2 separate regions of the Hordeum vulgare genome follow, and region 1 is linked to region 2. A link is a contact called in public Hi-C data. All regions are on one chromosome and are shown on one strand. Each heading gives the region's core, a stretch centred on a gene start, on an enhancer-like site or on the middle of the called end of the contact. The rest is flanking DNA. Distances are from core to core; before and after follow the strand shown. Region 1 holds the start of LOC123430567 (eukaryotic translation initiation factor). Region 2 holds the start of LOC123430537 (peroxisome biogenesis protein 12).

Evidence for each region. Hi-C and Micro-C count contacts between places; a contact is called where the count stands out from the background.
Region 1: a Hi-C map of leaf shows a contact between it and region 2, with 2.6 times the contacts expected there. The contact joins the promoter of LOC123430567 here to the promoter of LOC123430537 in region 2. A contact is called at or near these places in 2 of 6 Hi-C or Micro-C datasets (leaf and seedling).

Annotation. Positions count from the first base shown.
Region 1 is chr1H:262,436,017-262,441,545 of MorexV3_pseudomolecules_assembly, forward strand. It overlaps LOC123430567 (eukaryotic translation initiation factor), which reads left to right and starts at 1,873. Exons shown (of 5, transcript XM_045114429.1): 1 at 1,873-2,228; 2 at 3,482-3,650; 3 at 3,780-3,905; 4 at 5,004-5,069; 5 at 5,170-5,529. The coding sequence starts at 2,008. The coding sequence ends at 5,220.
Region 2 is chr1H:262,278,372-262,283,936 of MorexV3_pseudomolecules_assembly, forward strand. LOC123430537 (peroxisome biogenesis protein 12) reads left to right here and starts at 3,966. Exons shown (of 10, transcript XM_045114404.1): 1 at 3,966-4,340; 2 at 5,550-5,565. The coding sequence starts at 4,233.

The DNA of each region.
Region 1 (5,529 bases), core at 623-3,122, 160 kb after region 2:
GAAAGGCTTATTGCACACGATTAGTCCGCAAAAGTGTCATCATCAATCACCAAAATTACCGGGGTAGAAATATGCCCTTACACTTGTGAATGTGATGAAGGTACTTTCAGGTACATGGTACACATGGTTCAGTGTTGAGCTCACTTGCAGCTAGATGCTCGTGTAACCAAGGGTGTCAGGAACGGGTTGAGGTAATACATTGTATGGAAGGTAACCCATACCTCTCCTATAAGATCTTTGTATTTTTTTGGAAAGATCGAGCGCGTGAACCCAGGATCGAATATGCGAGGACCAATGAGGGAATTGTAGACCTTCATATTAAATATTTAGTGCCTTCTTGCCTTCTTCAATTTTCTACAGATTACATGAACTAGGTTTATTCAAGTGTCTACACACTACATGAAGTAAGCTTCTTATATCATATTGGAAGTGTCTATATACTGTGTCATACTATGTCTTACATATAGGTGTTCGTAGACGCGGTCATATTATATTTCTTATCAGTCATACACAGAGTTAGACATGCTACATTCTCAAATCAGATGTGTTAATTCAAATGACAAGAAATTTGTTAACAAAATGTGTTCTACAATGCTCGATCGTCGTCATCGTCGTTCATAGCAGCCATTCATGTGAAAATATTTCAGAAATCGAGCACTATATCAATTTAAAAATCAAACCTTCAATGTAATTTATTAGCTAGAAATTTAATTACATGTGCAATTAATTACGTCAATTTAAATAGAAATGAAAAAGAAGAAGATGAGGCGTCGATGACGACCATACTAATGTTGACGTGGTGCTTGTTGGCACCAATGAAACGGATTAATGAATAGGGTAGGAGTAGAAGATGTAGGGTAGGACGAGTAAGAGAAGAACGATAATTATCCCTTCTAGCAATGAATGATATATGGGATGGAGGTGAAACTTATTGATGGCTATACGAATACGTTCACGTTGCCACTCACTTTCAATGTTGGTGTGTGTTTTGAATGTCGGTGGCGATAATTATTTATTATTGTCAATATTATGTGTTATTGGTAACATAATGTTGGAGTATTTGTTAACATAAAAAAATTATCGTTGTTGCAATGTACGACAAAGATGAGATGGACATCCTTTGATTTCAAAAGAGGTGCTTCCAACGAGAAATGTATCGCTACGACAAAAAATCAAACGGGAGCGGGAGGTTCTCACATAAAAAAGGAAGGTGCGTCGTGGGATGGTGGTTTTGTGTTGAACTCAGATGTTAGAGATAACATGCCGCATAGCCTGTAGCAACGCACGGGCATTGTGCTAGTTTGCTATTATATATAAAAAACTAGCAATTCAATAAAAAGCTAAAAAATCTGAATTTTTTTAAATAAACCGTAGCTTTCATTGTAATTGTGAGAAAAAATCCATAAAATAAAATTTGTCAAATTTTGGGTTAAAATAGTGTGAATAGTGGCACATAAGGCCTTGTTTGATACTAGGGTTTTTGAAAAGACTGATGGGGATAATACCCACATGGATTGGATGAAACTACAACCTTCACCCAATCCCTTCAAATCTCCATTTATCCCTAATCCACTAGGTAGGGGTAGTGTATTATGTATTGAGAAAAATGCATTAGAATTTGAGGATTTGTGAAGAAATGTGGGATAAAACATGTCAAATACACTAGAATCAAATGGTGTCATGAGATATGTGGGAATTTAGGTGTTTGACTAGGATAATCCTTACAAATTTTTTAAAATACATTAGTATCAAACAAGGCTTAAAGTGTATATACATCCAGGTTTCAAAAACTCCCCTCCGTGGAGGAAGGGCCAATTTCGTTACGCTTCCTCGGCCCACAAAAAGATCAGACACAAACTGGGTAAGAAGCCCAGGTAAGACCCACACGGCTCATACCACCTCTGCCCCCTTCCTTTCCCTTCGGCGGCTGCTCCTCTCTTTCTCTCTCTCGCTGCGGCTCATCCTCCCCATCCCAAAACCCTCGGAAAGCAAAGGCGGCGGCGCGACATGGCAGAGGTCGAAGCCGCGCTCCCGGTGGCAGCAACGACAGAAACCCCGGATGTCGCGGCCGAGAGCGACGCGGGCGCGGCCGACGCGAAGGCGCCGCACAAGCTGCAGCGGCAGTGGACCTTCTGGTACGACATCCAGTCCAAGCCCAAGCCCGGCGCCGCCTGGGGCACCTCGCTCAAAAAGGGCTACACCTTCGACACCGTCGAAGAGTTCTGGTGGTACGTGCGCCCGCTCCTCTCGTGCTTCCTCGCGATCCGCTCAGATCTGATCTGGCCATCTGGATGTTATGCTGGTTCCTATTCTCAGTCTCTATGTGATGGGGATTTTCGGCCGACGATGTCGAGTTATATGGCACCTTGCGCGAACAAATCCGGAAAGTATAATTTGCTAGGTTATTGTGAAGATATCAGTTGATTTTGTGACCAAGTGGCAAGTGCTACAATTTTCAAATGTTGTTACTGCTGTAGGTCGAGGTCGGATTGCTTTTGGACAGTTTTGTTCTATTGTATGCTTATTAGTTCTCATGTATGGGAAGGGTCTTGTGGGACGTTGTCAGCATTGGTTAGAACTTTGTTGTATGTTGGAATGATATACTATATACGATACTATTCGGTACTGTAGTTGATAGATGATTATTTCGGTGTTATCAACAGTCCCGTGGTACTTCTACTCGTATTTTTCAACGTGAGCATGACAAGTTTAATGTATATTTTCTTGTCCAACTTCCTCCTAAGGATTTTGTGGAAGGAAAATCTTCCTACGAGTAAGAATAATATGGTTCTATTTGGGAGCCGAACAAGAAATCTCAACATATGTACACGAGACTTAGGTGTTGTTCATTATTAAGTTTGCATGTGTCAATATTTGTATGCAATAATAATCTTAGGCCTCCTTTGGTTCATAAGGTAGGAAAATAATAGGAATAGGAAAGTCATAGGAAATGAGATGCATGTATCTCAAATCCTTTGAATAGGATTAGAAAAGAAGATGCTATTTGGTTCACATCATAGGATATTTTCCAATGAGTCTAGGCTAATGTTTATTTTCCTATGAAATGTGGAGGATAGGAAGAAAATTCCTCCATAGTAATAGGATTCTATTCCCACCAACCAAAGGGTTCTAAAGGATTTTTTTCCTATAGAAATCCTATCCTATGAAATTCCTACAAGATTCCTTCAAACCAAAGTAGGCATTACAGTACAAAACACATTTTGATTTGTTTATGGACCCAAACCATCGCAACATATCTTCCAGATACAAACATGACCATATTGTATAATCATAGTTGAGGAGTAGCTGTATCAAATGCACATGATTATGTTGTGCAGGAATGTGAAATCAAAATTCTGTTTAATGTTATGCTGAACATTTCTTCCTATTTTCTCATGGACATTTTGACTATGATTATGCAATATGTTTCTTTATTATAAAATCCTTTCTTTAACTTACGCCTTCCTGGTTTCTTTGGCAGTTTATATGATCAGATTTTCCGTCCGAGTAAGTTGGTAGGAAGTGCTGATTTTCATTTATTCAAGGCTGGGGTAGAACCAAAGTGGGAAGATCCAGAGTGCGCAAATGGGGGCAAATGGACTGTGATATCTAGCAGGAAGGCCAACCTTGATACCATGTGGCTTGAAACGGTAAATTTCTGTGATGTTAATATTTTATTTCTCCGAGGTGCTTACATCGACCATAGCATCTGATGCTTTATCTGGGTTCCTAAGTTCTACCAGTGGAATCCTTTTGACTAACTTGGTAAAAACATGCAGTGCATGGCTCTGATTGGAGAGCAGTTCGATGAAAGCCAGGAAATTTGTGGTGTTGTCTCTAGTGTCCGCCAGAGACAGGATAAGCTTTCATTATGGACTAAGACTGCCAGTAATGAAGCTGTTCAGGTTTGTTTTGGGAACAAAAACATTTTGCAAATCAGCCACTCTGATGGTTGTATTTCTTTTTGTATATTTTAATTTAATGTATTGGTTGAAATGTTGATGGGGATAGTGGCCCAGTGCTTTCTGACCTCTTATAGAGTCCACAATCAACATGCATAAAGTTTTATGGATTATTTTACGGCAAATTTTAACAACTGAGCACTCTGCAGACTACAGCTCCGTTGCATGAAACAGGGCAAATATAAAAAAGCCATGTAAGACCAAAAGTTTAATTATAATTTGTAAATAACCCACTGTATGCCAAAGAAAAGTATTGATTGGACAACCAACTTTAGCTGTCCATGAAGGAAAAAAAAAGGCTTCTATTCAATTGACAAAAGGCCACTCTTCATATCTCTTGAAGTGTAAACAATTTAGTTCCAAAGAAAAAAAAAAGAACTACTCCCTCCGTCCCAAAATTCTTGTCTTACATTTGTCTAGATATGAATGTATCTAGTCACGTTTTAGTATTTTGATACATCTATTTCTAAACAAACTTAAGACAAGAATTTTGGGACGGAGGGAGTACATCATTCTACTGAATGATGTTTAGCTGCAGGATGGTATGAGTATCTTCTGTTGGCAAGGCTAATCTTTGTGGTGCTGCTTTGATATTGTTACCTCTGTCATGCAATATGGTTAGGAAGTAGTTACTGTCCATCCTCTATGCATGGGAATTGGAAGATATTCTTAAGCTTTTTTTCACCAGGACAGCAAACATTTGGTTCTTCCTAATGTACCTAATTATTTGGTTTCATATTTAGCATCAGTTTTACAAATCCCTATTTTTCACTTGTGCGTATATTCAAGTACATTGTCATGTTTCGTACTGTATTTAGCATCAGTTTTACAAGTACCTATTTTTTACTTGAGTGTATATTGAAGGACGTTGTCATGTGTGCATTTTTCATCTGTTTTGTGCAATATAACTAGACTAAGATTAGGGATTCTCTTTCTTTCCAATGCATGCATAACACCAAGCCCCAGGCTGCAACTTATATGTTGCTGTTTATTCATGTTCAGATGGTTGTAATGTGTTCACCCTTTCTTTCATCATAACAGGTAGACATTGGCAAGAAATGGAAGGAGGTTATTGACTACAATGATAAGATGGTCTACAGCTTCCACGTATGTCTCTTTTTCTTTATTGCCCAAATTGTTCACTAGGCACTTGCGGAAAACATTCCATGTCCACAGCTCACAGCATTTTGGTGTCACTCAAATGCAGGATGACTCGAGAAGTCAGAAACCAAGCAGAGGTGGACGATACACCGTGTAAGGCTGCACACATGATGAAGACCGCAGCTCGGAAAAGTGTCCGTGTAGTGTTTCACCGAGATTCGCCTCTGATACTGTTGTTTGAGGCAATTTTCCAATCTATTATGTCGTTTTGCTTGTGGCATACAGAGATGTTGTACGCACTCAATTTTCCTCGCAATATCCCTCGATTTCAACAAACCCAGAGGAGGAACCCCACCTCATGTGGGAAGTTTGATGCATCATCACTGTTTAAAACATATGTTTGCCTTTTTGCGAATTGGCTGTTTAGTCCACTTTTGTGGGCTTTGAAAAGCTGTCAGGAAAAAAA
Region 2 (5,565 bases), core at 2,716-5,215:
CACCAAAAAAATCATTAGCACTAAAAGTTCTAGGGTTGTGAAATAGGCATTAGGCACGTGACAAGTAAACCGACTCCTGTCTCCATCTACTACTATTACTCCACAAATCAACCGCTATCCAACATGCATCTATGATATTAAGTTCATGACAAACAAAGTAACGCTTTAAGCAAGATGACATAATGTAGACAATATAAGGCATGCAATATATTCAGACCCCATCGTTTTATCCTTAGTAGCAACAATACAATGCCTCGCTACCTCTTCTGTCCCTAGGTTAGGACACCACAAGATTGAACCCTCTACTATGCACCACTTCCACTGAAGATCGATAGATCAACTTGGCCAAAGAAAACCCATAGATCGGAAAACATTACATAGCTATATAAATCATACATAATAGAATTCAGAAAAGGCTCAATTACTTTTAACGAATAAGCTCATCATAAACCCACAATTCATCGGATTCCAACAAAGACACCACACAAAAGGATTACATCGGATAGATCTCCGAAGAGAACATGGTATTGAAGATCAAAGAAAGAGAAGAAGTGATATTGCTAACCACTATGGACCCGTAGGTCTGTGGTAGACTACTCACACATCATCATAGAGGTAGCAGGGTTGATGAAGATGGCCTCAATATTCGATTCCCCCTGAAGTAGAGTACCGGAAAAGGCCTCTAGATGGAATCGCGAAAGAGCACAGACTTACAGCAGCAGAAAAATTATTTCGGGTCTCCTTGTGGAGTTTTTGGGATATTTGAGAATTTATATAAGTGGAATTAGGTCAGATGGAGACAGGAGGGGCCTGCAAGACATCAAGGCGCGCCGCGTTGTCTTGTCGTCTTCTCGTATGTCTTCTAGTCCTCCCCCGAAGCTTCTAGGGTGTCTTCTGGTCCAAAAAACGTCAAAAAGTTTCGTCACGTATGGAATCCGTTTGGTATTGTTTTTCTGAAAAACAAGAAAACAAGCAAAAAACAACATCTAACACTGGGCACTGAGTTAATAGGTTAGTCCCAAAAATGATATAAACTGTACATTAAGTATCTAATGTTGATAATATGTTAGCATGAAACAATAAAAAAAATATAGGTATGTTGGAGACGTATCAGGGACAACAATGTTCGAATGTGAATTTTGCACATTTTCAAATTTTAACTAGTGTTGCATGCGGCTATTTGAACGTCTCTACTCTATATACACGGTTGTTTGAATGTCTAAACTCTATGCATGCGTCTATTTGAACGTGCGGACTATAAAAAACCAAGGAGGCTGGATGTATGCGAATAGCGTTGGATGACGGCCTCCCGCATCCGTGTCTGCGAACCCTCTGTCCGAGGATGGGTGCGGGAGGAAATTTGCGGGTCATGTTGGAGATGCCCTAACCAAACAACCTAACTTGCATTTCTACCTAAACAAGCCTCCAATCAAACAACCTGCCTTGCATTTCGTTGGACCCACCCTAAAGAGTATGTAGGCAATCAAACAATGTAAAATGGTGGCTTTTACCATGTATATGCTCAACAAGGCTTAACTCGGACAAGTACCCAAGGGACGGGGGGGGGGGGAATGCTGCAAACAACGCGCCTTTAGAGCATTTACACCTATACTTGGCAAATTTGGCCCCTTATACGTGTGCAGATGCACCCGGCCAGGCCCACGAGCGCATTCGAATGACCCCTCATATCTGTGCCCGCATCCACATGTCTCAAATCCGGTCTCTCAAATACATGCAAATCCATGCACGTCCATCACACACGCCAATGTCACATGTAAGTAACAGATGTTTGGTACTGAAAATACATATATCTTACATAAATTATATTTAAAGTGCACGACTCAGTCATCAGCTCTTTGGTTTCCATTGTGGGTCCACATATGCTCCACAACATCATTGAGTAGTTGTGCATGCACCTGATGATCTTGAAATCCTGATGCATCTGTAGCAAGTTCATAAGTTGGTATGCATCTTGATATTCAGGAATTTGAACTTGTTCTCGAGGCCCTTCAAAATCAATGGTTTGGGAAACACCATTGCCCTCATCCTAAACAATCATGTCATGCAAAATAACACAACATGTCATTAGCTGCCACAAAAGCTTCTGATTCTCACATCATTGCAGCTCCATGAGCAATTTCCCAACGAGCTTGAAGCACTCCGAATGTCCTCTACACATCCTTCCTAGTAGCTTTTTGCATTGTTGCAAAGTGATTTTTTTCTTGTCATGTGGTTCTGAAATGGTCTTCACAAACGCCACCCATTGAGGATAGATGCCATAGGCAAGATAGTATCCCATGTTGTAGTCACGCCCATTGACAGTGCAGTTGCACGACGATGATTCCCCGTTACAAAGCCTCCTGAACATCGGAGACCGTTGAAGCATGTTGATGTCATTGTGAGAATCCTACATTCCAAAGTAAGCATGCCAAATTCATAAGTCATGCGATGCCACTGCTTCCAATATGACTGTGGCATCTTTTTTGTGACCTTGATACATTCCACACAAACCATTGGGGCAGTTCTTCCATTGGCCATGCATATAATCAATTGTTCCGAGAATTCCAGAAAATTCCCTAGCCTCTCCAATAGCCAATAACTTTTTTTGTGTCTAGCACATTTGGTTCTCTTAGATACTCTGCCCCAAACACTTGCACGACAATGCGGACAAACTTGACAGATGTGTTTAGGCATGTGCTCTATCCCATCCGGACCATCTCACAAACGACATCTGTGGCAGTACCAAGTGCAAGCATCCTCATAGGAGTTGTGCAATTATGCTTAGCAGAGAAACAAAGTTGGCCGCATCAATCTCTTATGAGATTGAAGTACTCATCGTAAGTCTTCATTCCCTCCACAATGCGCAAAAACAATAATTTCTGCATGCGAAAACGGCGATAAAATCATAGATCATCTGGAAAAGTTGGGTCCGGAGCAAACTAGTCCTTCTGTAGTAGCCATGCTTCAGAGACCCTATCCCGATTGATCACTCTTTTTTCTTTGAGTGAGCCCTCGAAGCTGAGAATATGCTCCACGTGTCGGTCCATTTCCTCTTGCATGCTCATGAGCATGATCATGTCCACTTCTTCGTGCGAATCCGACGAATAGAAGAACTCATCTTGAATCATTTAATCAAGCTCCGTTGGTACATACTCCTCGTCCAATGAAGCATTAGAATTCATTATTTTCTCTAAAAAATTGGTAAGAAACCGGATCACACAACGTGTCGAACACATAAAACGCAAGGGCCAACCCTAGAGTTGCCATACCTACCACGGTGGCGTCCGGGCCGGCGACGATGTCCCTGGCTGTAAGGACGGTAGAGATGAGTGTTGTGACGATGTTGTCGGCGCAGATGTTCGGAACGTCCGCGGAGTGCGCGCGACGGTGGAGCTACGAGACGGACGTCGCGAAGGAGGAAAAAAAGAGAGACAAGCGGAATTGATTTGGTGTAAGTTGTGGTGGGTGGGCTTGTAGGGCAGACGCGTCGGGTGCTCCATATCTGTTTTAGATTTAGGCTAGATATAGAATGTGTCCGTCAATCGAAAGTTTAAAGTTCATTTAAAAGGTTCGTATCGACATTTAAGCCTGCTTTCAAGCGTTATAGATGCTCTTATTTTTCAATTTTTTTCTTCAATAAAGGTAAAAAAAATATCGCATTAATTAATTAAGCAGAAAAACTACCTACTTAATTAATGAAATAGTTTTGCTAAGTCTCACGCTGATACTTCGTTAAGTCTCAGTCAATGCTATATTCGTAAGATCTTACATTAAGTTCCATGCATTTTTTCAATTTATTTCTGTCTTCTATGTTATGTCACTTGATTAAGACTTGTTAAATCTCAATCGACTCAGACCTAACCACACCCTTAACGAAACCTAACCACACCCTTAACGAAAACCATGCGAACGGATACTTTTCACTCTTCATTCACACACGTATATCGGTCCGGCTCAACCTAGAGCCCATACTGTCGTCTCTTCTTCTCCCTCACGTCTCGGACCCGTCTCCCTCACAGCTTCTCTTTTGCGCCCCACCTCTCCTTTCTCTCACCGGCGTGGACGCGCAGGACTACACGAACGCGCCACCGGATAACCCCGCGGCCCACCGCCGGAATACAGCTCCGTCGCTGTACCTCGCAAAGACGCCGCGTCTGCACCATAGGCTCGAGGCTTAACCCTACCCCCCGCCCCCTACACCCGGAGGAGGCCGCGACGGCGGCGGCGGCGCGATGCTGTTCCAGGTGGGAGGACAGGGCGCACGGCCCACCTTCTTCGAGATGTCCGCGGCGCAGCAGCTCCCGACCAGCCTCCGCGCGGCGCTCTCCTACTCGCTCGGGGTATGTGAAACATCGCCTCCCCTCCGATGCGATCATGCTCATCGATCCGGTTTGGTTAACTAGCTGCGTCTATTAGTATTAGGTGTTTATGACTGTTCGAATACTGTCTGTTCGTGCGGTACATTGTAGTGGATGACTGAGAGTGCGAGTTCTGCCCGTGTTTTATTTCCTTGATTGAATATATGCTAGGTTTGATTGGCGAGGCCACAAAATGTTGTTAGCCAGGGAAGCCAGTAATACGTAATATTTGCAGCTGGAAAAATTGCTTCTGCTGCCGCTGAAAGCCAGCATTTCGTCTTTTAAGTTTATTTGATTAGCTGCAATGACTTGGGTAAATTTATTGTTATGTGTTGAATTGTGAAATTGAATTCACATATTCCTTTTTTTAGAGGGATACTGAGTTCACTTGTTGCTAGGGAAACATTGCTGGGTTGTGATGTATATGTTTGACGATGAAGGGAACATCCGAACATATATCATTGTACTTGAATAATCGACTTGATAACTCAAACTAGCATGCTTGTTAATTTGAGTTAGCCACCCTGAAATCTTAGCCTTTTCTCCCATCAGAATTCTCATTCATGGATGCCCTACTGTTAATGCAATGAGCTGAGATATACTGGCAAATAAATCTAGGTAACAATGTAGATGGTACTCAATATAATGGCAATCTGAAAAACACCCAAGATTACGACTCTCAACAGAACTTTGAAAGCGATATATGACGAGGCAAAGTACCACTATCCTTTGTGCTTGTTTTCAGTTGCAGGCTCCAGGATGTGCACAACTGATGGATGTGCCTATATTTGAGAAAGTCAATTACAATTTTACTTTTGATCTTAGAAGCTAAGAATCACATCCTTTCTCTCTCTTTTTCTGGTCACAAGAAGTTATTTTAGGATGGATTGCAGAAAATTTGCCTTGCAAAAGATACCCTCCAAAAGCTGAAGAGACAATTTTGTTATATCAACAATACAGGTGTTTCTCAGGCAGTTAAGTGTTCTTGTACCGATGGCTGTTTGTTAGAAAGGTGCCTAGGTATTGGAACACGACAAGTGCTATGTTACAAGATTTTCGTTAAACGAACAAATTTTCGATTATGACTTGTTTAGTACTTTTTTTCTTAGCCAAACAATTACTGTCTGCGTATTTGATTTTAGTTTATCATGCACCCTCTTTACAATGCTAATTAGTCGATACTATATGCAGGTTTTTGCACTAAGGA